2 separate regions of the Gasterosteus aculeatus genome follow, and region 2 is linked to region 1. The links are chromatin contacts, called in public Hi-C maps. All regions are on one chromosome and are shown on one strand. Each heading gives the region's core, a stretch centred on a gene start, on an enhancer-like site or on the middle of the called end of the contact. The rest is flanking DNA. Distances are from core to core; before and after follow the strand shown. Region 1 holds the start of ngly1 (N-glycanase 1). Region 2 has its middle 4.8 kb from the start of septin7a.

Region 1 (5,521 bases), core at 357-2,856:
AGATTATACAACTGTTACACAATGCCCTCCAATATCTCAAAATAATAGAAACCGTATTAATATTGTAAAGGTCCAAAGAGTTGAGAATTTAAGATGATGTTGTCTAATTTAAAACCCTGAATCTTTCGTCTTTAATAATCACTGTAGCCACCAATACCTGAACTGGGAAATCACCAATTTAAGATAAAGAAATAGAGAACATTCCAACCACTCTCCAATTGTCTAACATGGCCATATTATAAAAGGTGTAGTACACACAAACCAGGGCTTTGAGATACTCTAAAACGCTGTCAATGAAACCCTCATCATATGGAAAAATTGGCATTAGATTAGATGAACGTCATAAGGTTTCTTCATCTTTAATTTGTCTTTAGAAGAGAACAAAGTGAGTCGAGGGGTCTTTAGTGTCACAGTGATTTTACAGCGTGTAACACACATACTCTAAACGAGGGAAGAATACATCTTTACCAAAGATGAAGGCTCTGATGGAGGTGGTGTAACTGGCTGGCTGGAGGCAGCAGCAGAGCTCTCTGGCGCCGGGGACGGGGTCGAGACCGAGGTCGAGGCCAAGGGTGCAACGGCCTGAGCGATAGGTTGGACGGGCTGTCCCCCACACAGTCTCTGATCCCGCTCTGCTGCCACGGAGTCCCTGATGAGCTTCAGCTGTTCTACCGATGCAGACTTGGGGAACACCAGGTGGGTTTCAGCCTGTAAAGAGGTGCAAGAGGTCATAGGATTTACACACAGTTGGGCCGATGAGGGATGAACTAATACTTGTCAATTACCTCCTCAAATCCCATCTCAAAAAGACATTCCACAGCACCTTTGACGGGCAGCAGCTTGGTGGAGAATGTGGGATTGCCTATGCGGATCGACCTGTACTTTTCCTCATTGGGAGACCTGTTGGGGGGCGACATGAAACGAGTAAGTAGAAGTGTTCCTGATGCCTGACGTGTTCATATATGCCACCTATTGACGGGTTCTCTGCTTTACAATCACACAAATAGGTAGAAATCTGATTACACCCAAGAAACATGACATGGTGACTTCAGGGCGGTGGAAGAATTGCCCAACGAGCACCCATGGCGATTGATCCTTTAATCATTTCAGAATTTTACCTTGTGCGTGTGTTGACAAAGACAAAACACTTTATAACGCATATAGCGGGGCTAAGCTAGGTTAGCTGTACCCGGCGGTTGGGCTAACGTTGGCACGGTTGTTAACGATTAGTGTACAAAAAGAAGGAAAAAAAACACACACATCATCACGTCGCTGGTGTGTTGCGTTGTTATACGTTCACAACCTTACCGTAAAATGTTATCAGCATATGTAAGCAACAACTTCGCAACGTCTAGAAAGACTTCATTTGAATTCTCACACAGCGTCGTCACTGCTGGTGACAAAACCATGGTGGTATTTCCTGAACAAACTGGTTCAAGTCTTTCACTAGCGCTGAAGCTAAAGTTGCAATTTTGGCTAGTGGGTGTTTTCGGGTCTGTTTTTAGGTGACCCGTAATCGCCTGAGTAGAAGTTTGTCGCGCTAAGTAACGGGCATAACTTTTTTTTTTAATTTGAGAAGTCTTTTTTAAAGTCATACAATAAATCATCGTTTTCCTGGTCAATTGGTTTGTCCTATTTTTAACAACGACGTTTAGACTTTAATCCGGCGTTCGAAAGTGCTACCTAAGACTCGCAACAGACCCGTCCAAGGATGTTTGTTTGTTTTGTTTCGTGAATGTGATGAGTTTAATCAATTTGCAAACAATCCTCGGTCCAGTAAGTAACACGCTTAATTCCGGAGCTACAATCAAGGTGAGTACAGTTATAACGTCAGACATAACGGCATGTGGGCTCTATCGCTCTCCTGCTGCACTATGCTCCAGCTGAGGACACACAACGTGAGGACATTTCTTCAAAAGGCCGTCTGTGTTTGTCCAAACCAAGACTCCAGACACTGCAGCTCTGCAAAGCACAAAAGGAGGGTTGTTATAACTGGGATAGGGTTAGTGTGTCCTCTGGGCACAGGGACTGTCCTAACCTGGGACCGCCTCATTAAAGGACACAGTGGGATCGTTGCTCTTCCCTCTGAGGACTACAAGTCCATCCCCTGCAAAGTGGCGGCGCTGGTGCCCAGAGGAAACGACCACGGCCAGTTTGAGGAGGAGCGGTTCGCGTCCCGTGGGGAGATCGGCAGCATGTCCTCCGCCACCGTGATGGCTCTCGGAGCTGCTCAGCTGGCCCTGGAGGACTCGGGCTGGCACCCCGAAACCCCGGAGGAACAAGTCAACACCGGGGTGGCCGTCGGCATGGGCATGGTGTCCCTGGATGAAATCGCTCGCACCTCGGCGGCCTTCCGAGAGAAGGGCTACAAAAAAGTCAGTCCCTTCTTCGTGCCGCGCATCCTTGTCAACATGGCTGCTGGGCACATAAGCATCAGACACAAACTGAAGGGTCCCAACCACGCGGTGTCCACGGCGTGCACCACGGGTGCCCACGCCGTAGGCGATGCCGCCAGGTTCATCGCCCACGGCGATGCGGCCGCTATGCTCTCGGGGGGAACAGAATCCTGCGTGGGGCCTCTGTCGGTCGCCGGCTTCGCCAGGGCCCGGGCCCTCGCCACCAAATGGAACGACGACCCCGCCCAGGCGTCGAGGCCCTTTCACCCGGAGCGAGAGGGATTCGTGATGGGCGAAGGCGCGGCGGTGCTCCTCCTGGAGGAGCGTGACCACGCGGTAAAACGAGGGGCCAGGATCTACGCGGAGATCCTGGGTTATGGGCTCTCTGGAGATGCCAGTCACATCACTGCACCCACTGCGGATGGAGATGGAGCATTCAGGTGACTCGTCTTAGTCTAAAAGAACGACCTGAAAGAGGCAAAAAATGGGATATTTGGTATTTTCACCACATGATGCCATTCACAGTTTATAGAATGTGATCCTGAAGGTTATAAGTTAATTCATTGGAGCTTGGAGAAACACCCGTGAGTTGAACTTGTCCCACTGTCTTTTTCAGATGCATGTCTGCGGCCCTCAGAGATGCCGGCGTCTCGCCGGCTGACGTGACGTACGTGAACGCTCACGCCACCTCCACGCCCTTGGGAGACGCGGCGGAAAACGCCGCCATCAAGAGGCTCTTCCGGCATGCGGCCCAGAACCTGGCCGTCTCCTCCACCAAGGGGGCCACCGGACACCTGCTCGGGGCCGCGGGGGCCCTGGAGGCAGCCTTCACCGCCCTGGCCTGCTACCACGGGGTCCTGCCCCCGACCCTCAACCTGGACCGGACCGAGCCGGAATTCGACTTGAACTACGTCCCCCGCGCGGCACAGCCGTGGGACGCTCGGGGCCGGCGCGTCGCCCTCACCAACTCGTTCGGATTCGGCGGCACCAACGCGTCGCTGTGCATCAGCAGCATCTGATGACACAATTGTTTATTGTGGCGTCATGGAGTTTCCATGAGCATCATCGCTTCTTCTGCTAGTTGGTTTGTGCGTTCTCATGAACTGATTCAAGGAAAATGTCAGTGACAGAATAAAAGCATTGAATCCTTGTTTAAAATGTATAATTGTGAGTAAAATGTATTTAGGTGACTTTGTGAATAAGCCTTTTTAATTATTTATTATTTAATTATTAGCCTTTTTAGGAACTATCATGTGTATTTTTATGTTGAATCTTCTGAAATAATGAAAATTGCACTTGTCGTGCAGTAAAAATATTCCTAAGTAGCTAACAAAAGAACGGAAAATGTAGCTTATGTTCCGTTCTTTAGTAAATGTCCTCTTCCCCATCTGATCCAATAGAAACAGAGCTCAGCCCTGAGAGCGGCCGTCTCTTTAGTCCAGCAGGTGGTGCACGTTGCTCCTATGAACATTTCCAAAGCAGTCAGACATTCAGTAGACACTCGAACAACAGAAAAATAAACATCACAACATTTACAAGCAGCACTAACTGAGTGAGGTCTTCCTCTGAGGACCCTGAAGCTTTTATACAATATTCAAGAGCTCTGAAGAGAAGCAGCCAGAGAGAAACACAAAAGGCCTTTTGGATCCATTAGAGTACGCAGAGAGCAAATCATCCTATTGAAGAGGTTGTTATGAATAATCATAGAAGATAATGTATGATAATTGCCTCTTGTTTGCTTCCTACATCCAAGCTGTTTTCTTTAAACAGGAACCAAGCCCCCCCCAAAGATTGGCCAATTTGTTACAATTATGAAATAAGTGGAGCTTTTGGTGCGTGCAGCTGACTTTAATAACGTCTTTAATGGAGGCGCGATCTAACAGTGGTGTCTTTTGTGATCCCTTATCGAGGCACTTTCAAAACCAAGGCCTCTGACTCTGTGCCGTCGTCCTTTTGAATTCGGCCGTTCATTTCAATTTAACGACTCGCAACTTGTGAAAACAGCAATGGGTGACCAGAGTAGAGGGGAAAAAGAGGTCAAATAGTACCATTATATATCAAATGGTGTAAACAATCCCCGAAGGGAAAAGGACATGATGCTTCCTGGTTGCTTGTGTTCAAAGACTGAACAACAGTGATTCTCCTCCTTTAGCGAGGAAACACATCGTTAGCGCCTGGCCTCCTGGGAGGGACGTATGTCGTCTATGGAGGGACACCGAGGGGCCGTGGTGGAGAATGAATGTGTGTTTATACTTTGCACGAGACACGTCTCATTTTAGGTATTTGGATTTTATTTGTTTTATTGTTTTCAAAAATGTAACGAAAAAAGGAGCATTAAATATATACCACTCATATTTTTTTTAAACAAGGTAAATTCATTTGATTAATATTCTACAACCTTCCCTTCATAAATCAAACAACTTACCATTTATTACATAATTCCTAAAAAAAAATTTTCATCTCACGCCGTCTCTAACCACTAAGGGGAGGAGAGAAAATGGTTTCATGATATTGTTGGTGGGCGGACATTAAACATGACATTAAAGACTCATTAGTGGCTGCAGACGTAGTCCATTACACCACAAAATAGCTTTTCATCGTTCCCAGAGCGTTGAGTAAAAGCTTGACATTCTTGCAAATATACGAATTCTACTTTACGTATTCAAGCCTGATATTCTATGTAGGAGAGCTAATGGCCTCTTTGGCGTGTCTGTTCAAGTTGCATTTAATCAGACGGCCTCGGTGTAGTGCGTTAAAATCAGACCATTAGACGCCAAAGCCATGAGACAAGCCAGAGAACGGAAGATCCTTTATGGAGACAAAGAAGTTTCAAAAATTGACTCGGTACTACAGTAAAGGTCAAAGTTCAAGCATAAATATCCATTCAAATAACAATAATGTGATGTGGCCAGTTGTGCAAATATCCTGATTTGGGACCAGACGGAATGATCAGCAAACCAACTAACATGCAGCCATAGTCTGAATATCTCCTTTGATGAGTAATTACACTGTCCAGTCTGAATTTGGGAGCATGATGTAAAGCCGGACCCAGGTGATGAATCACTGTGCTGGGGAATGTCGTTCCGCACCCATTTTTAGCGATTACTTTTTATTAGCTGCTCCGG
Region 2 (4,784 bases), core at 1,437-3,936, 37 kb after region 1:
GAAGGGGACAATTGTTTGCTGCCGGACGGAGACGAACTGCGTTGATGAGCGCACATGAGGGACGGTGCCATTTGCTTTTATGCCAAATGATTCATCGGAGGAAATGAATGCAGCATTCTGCTCAGGCCGAATCCTTTGGGGCGGGCAGGTGCACGCTGCCCCTCCATCTGTGCCAAATGACACCCTGAACATGAGAGAAAGCAAATCACCTTCCCCGAATGAGGGAATTTGAATGGTCGCACAGACGCCTTGGGTTTGAAATTAGATCCATGAAAAAGGAACCATTTGGACCGCAGATGGCTTCGTTGCAGTCGCCTCGTCTCAGCGCTGGTGTTAAAGCTCATGCTGCTCCGTCACGGCGGTCGCTCCATTCACTAAACATTTCCATTCACTGGGATTCTTCAGCACTCAGATTATGGGCGTCTCAGCATAGTGATCAAGCAGGGTTTTCTTGTGAAACCGCATCATTATTCAGAAAATGTGAGAGGATGGGGCTCGCTGTCGCTGTATTACACTGACACCTTGTGTGTGAAATATGCCATTACTTGAGGACCAAGCAGCATCAGTGGACTCTATCAGAAGACACAAACACAGCACATTTACTTAAGTAAAGATATACTTACACTCCATTATCATTACACTCTACATCTTTACCCCACAACATTTGTCTGTAGTTTATAACTTTAAAGATCACGATCATACCTACAAAATATATGAAATTCAACGCAAACATATATAGTTCCACATTAACCAGCAACATTAAAGTGCTGCTTACACAGCAATGACTCAGCAACCTCGTCCCAATCCAATAACATGTCGCTCTGACAGGACCATGCTGCCGCAGGAGGAGGAACCTAAGTGCATTCTCCCTGCAAATATCAGCTATTTCTGTGTTATTATCAAAAACCACACACTCCTAGTGATGAATCTTACATGATGCCTTTAGCAGCCTCTTTATTCGGTGTAACTGTGATATGCAACGCAGGCGCCGTACCGCCTATATGGCACCACCATAAGACGTAATGATAAAGATCAGGTTTTGATTGACACCACAAAGCGATACAAATGGAAATCACACCAAAATGACATATGATCTGGGGCCGAGTCATGATGACGACCAGCAAAGAGACAAATGGTAAAACGTGTCCTACAACACAATAAAAAGTAAAAATCAACACATCTATTTTCCATATTTATCTGTTATCTGTCTATTTGAAGATGATAACAAGCTCCATTAACAAAATAGAGGCAAATATGTCCTTTCATGATCACTATGCAACCGTGAAGAACAATAATCAAGCAAATCAAATTGCCGTGTCGTCTCAGTGTAAATATACAGTTTACAGTCTTTGAGCAACTTCAACAACTCCGTCATCTTCCCGAGCAACACGACGTCCTCCTCGCTTGTACACACAATGACAGTGAGCCCCACAGATGGCACAGATGGCGCATGTAAAGCCTCGCGTGCATCATTCCTATGAGGGAATGTGACAGGCGCACGGCCCTCCGTTTCATTTAGATTCTTCACCGCTGCCTTGCGTAGGAGGGTTCATGTCTGCTCTGCTCTTTGATAGAAACAGAAAACTCCCAGAATGCAGTGCAGAACTCTGTGTGGTGTCTCTCTCTCTCTCTTTCTTTCCTTAACACTTTGTTCGTTAACACCTCTGATTGTTAGTTATTGTTATATCTTGTACTGCATTTGATATAATTGATGTTTTTTTTCTATTATGAAGCCCAGTTCCAGTCATTCCTCTATCTACATTCTTGTGGTTTTATTTGGATTCTCTCACTACGTTTGGGAGTTTTTTTTCTTTCTGAAAACATTTGCAACCTTCCATAAACAAGCGATGGAATAATGTCACTAACTTCACACAGCTATTGGACAGTTGATCAAATCTGTCTTCTGGACAGTAAAGCTTCTCTGCACAGTGTATTAAACCATTTTCACCTCCAAAACAAAGCTATATACAGTGTCTTTTTGACATTTTTCCCCCTTTTTTCTTTTTTACAAACTCATTTAAATGTAACCAAAACCAGGGCGGTTCCAAAATGAATTGTAGTTGCATGTAATGTAAATATTCACTAGATGACACTGTTGCTCAATTTATCAAAAGAGAGAGAGAGAGAGAGAGAGAGAGAGAGAGACTAATATGTGCAAACGTTGGTCCGAGTTAATAATGTTAGTGTTAGGTTATGCATATCTTTAGCATGATTCTTGAGGAGTTTCTTGAGGAGTTATTTTCAACCCCGCATTGATTTTATATTTTATTACATAATTGACACACTTTGTAAATGTATGTAACATTTGGTTCTACGCAAATCTTGCAAGGCATTCTCCAAGATTAGTTTAAGCATTTCGCTTTGTTGTTGTCGCCTCAATTACGTCATTACGTCTTTTAGTGTACGAATCCTGCGACCGCAAGAAGGTCCAACCAGAGCCGTTAAAAGAGAGAGTCGCGTCAACTAGCTCGATTGTCACGTGATTTGCAAGTTTAATTTGATTTAATTTGTTTTGGGTAGAAATCTGTACAAACGGAGACAGGAATGGTACTTTAAAATAGTTATATAGAAATTGTATAGACGTATAAATGTAAATACGTATGTAAAATGTTCACAGGTACTTACCGTGCAACACGGCGCATCACCGCAGTGTGATGCAGTTAACATGTTTCCTTGTTTCCCTCTTATTTGAAACACCCCTAATGTTTCCAGTCACACAAAGGTTTGATAATTGCTTACTATCAACCTTGTTACAATGCCTCTTACATGTCTCAAATATGATAATTGATTCTAATAGTTAACTTCCCCCAATCTGTTATGTGTTAACATTCTCTTAATCTACACATTTAGAGGGGAATTCATTAACATGCTTCAGTGCACATGTTATTTTTAAGCCGTTGTTAAATATACAATATAATCTCTTTTCTTTACACGCCTCATAAAAGTCCACCAGGAACGCCGCAAACTTCCGGGAACCATCGAGAGGCTCCGTGAGCCGCCATTGTCCGCCGTCGGAGTGAACGGAAGTGACGTAACTCTCTTTTAAACGCTCTGGGTTCAACCACCACTACTTTACTGACGGAGTTGAGTGCAGAGTTTAAGAGACGCGATGTCGGGCAGAGAAACATCGGTTGGCGAAACGGACGTCGGACTAATGGGTGAGTTTCACTCAGTTTTACCTTCTTTTTCCTCTGTGAAGCTGACCCCAAAGTCCAACGAGAAGTTTTTTGAAAAAGTAGTTTAGCCTAAAGTTTTAGTTCTAGCCAGATCAAAACGCTTGGCCATAAAACCCCGCCTGCGTCCCATTCTGTGTGTAACGTTAGCTTAACGTTAGCCTAGCCCTCCCGGCGGGGGGGAAATGTCACTCCTAACTCCACGCTACAATCCGATTAACGTTCCAGTCGTAACGTGAGTTATAACCTTCTGCTCCCCACGGATGCGGATTATATAAGTGTCTCTTAACGAGTGCGTCGGGGTTTTTTTGTTTGTTTTTCCTATTTATTTGTTACACAGAGTTTAAATTAAATCATCTCGCGTTGTAACATCTCTAGATTTATGAATGGGGTTTGGCGAGGAGCCCGTGGAATAACGTCGACATTTTAACGACGCCTAACGTTAAGTTAACATAACTTACGTCAGCCTGGCATTTCCTGTTATTTCTGTCAGGAGCCGCTCAAAGAAGCTCGTTACGAGGGAGGCGTAAACTCTGCAATAAAACTCATGATCTATATACATACATATTACTTAATTTATTTGAAGAAACGCTATACTAGCAGAGAGCGTGATAATGAAAGATGGATGAGCTCTAGAAGTCAGTGTTCTCCTCCCAGGTGGTAAAACAGGTCGCTCCATAGTAACTTTACTGATGTGATGTCTGCTACTTTTCTAGATCATCAGAAATCCTTGCTGGTGGGTCGTACGTTTCACTTCATCTCTGATCAAAGGCAGAGAGCCCCCTGGCATCTGACTAATATTACTATCTAATCCCTATGCACAACAAACCCTCACTATCCTGCAGTTGCGGTAGTTGACCTGGTCATGCACAGGCTCATCGGTGGATGAAACCGGTGGCGTCTTGCAGTCGGAGCCAAGTGGCGTGCTGTTTGCACACAGGCAATGACATAGCACAGAGGGGCAGGTCGGGGCAATCAGCCAGCCAGACGGGGAGAGAGTGTCAGATGGTGGGATCGCTGTAATGACAGAGCTCTGCGTGAGTCCGCGCCATGTCCGTTCTAGTGTTGGTGTGATGTAGTTCAGCCTAATTATTGCTACGGGCATCGACGTTATTCTCCGTTCACTAGATGCATTGGGAGGCTTCTGTGCGCGCCGGGTTTCAGGTTTGCGTGTCTGTGATCACGCCACAGGTCTAATTTAGATCGGCCCTTGTCTCTACATCGCTGTGTATAACAAAAGCATGCACTGCAACGACAAAGTGCAGCATCTCTCTTCAGCATTCGCTCGTGGTCGACTAAATATAGTTATCTTTCACTGAATGTAGCTGGCCTCTTCAGTTTGACATTGTTTGCTCTCTGCAGAGAATACACTTTTCACGGTTCAATGCGGGCAGCTTAAGTAAATCGCAATGTGTGTGTATTGAAATAGGTTGCAAGTTGACTTTAGACTCAAGGGCCTCCTACACATGAGTTCATGCCAATCATATAAATCACAAAATTTGATCTATTTAATCTGTTGATTCATCTCTGTGTTGTCAACGCGTAGAAATTCTCAAATTAATCATTTCATCAATTTCTTATGTGACTTTAACAATGTCCAAATGTTGTAGT

What was found. A called contact is a pair of places that touch in the nucleus more often than the background predicts.
Region 2: a contact with region 1 is called in a Hi-C map of whole body, with 2.8 times the contacts expected there. The contact joins the enhancer-like site here to the promoter of ngly1 in region 1. A contact is called at or near these places in 4 of 6 Hi-C or Micro-C datasets (skeletal muscle, tail fin and whole body).

Annotation. Positions count from the first base shown.
Region 1 is chr10:14,804,314-14,809,834 of fGasAcu3.hap1.1, forward strand. ngly1 (N-glycanase 1) reads right to left here and starts at 1,607. Exons shown (of 12, transcript XM_040187964.2): 1 at 1,309-1,607; 2 at 786-900; 3 at 469-708. The coding sequence starts at 1,607. oxsm (3-oxoacyl-ACP synthase, mitochondrial) reads left to right here and starts at 1,461. Exons shown (of 2, transcript XM_040187968.2): 1 at 1,461-2,836; 2 at 3,013-3,554. The coding sequence starts at 1,845. The coding sequence ends at 3,415.
Region 2 is chr10:14,840,450-14,845,233 of fGasAcu3.hap1.1, forward strand. No RefSeq gene overlaps it. Among protein-coding and RNA genes, the nearest start is that of septin7a, 4.8 kb to the right of the region's middle. Within about 2 kb of position 2,687, at least 9 of the 9 cell types and tissues checked have open chromatin away from gene starts, as enhancers often do.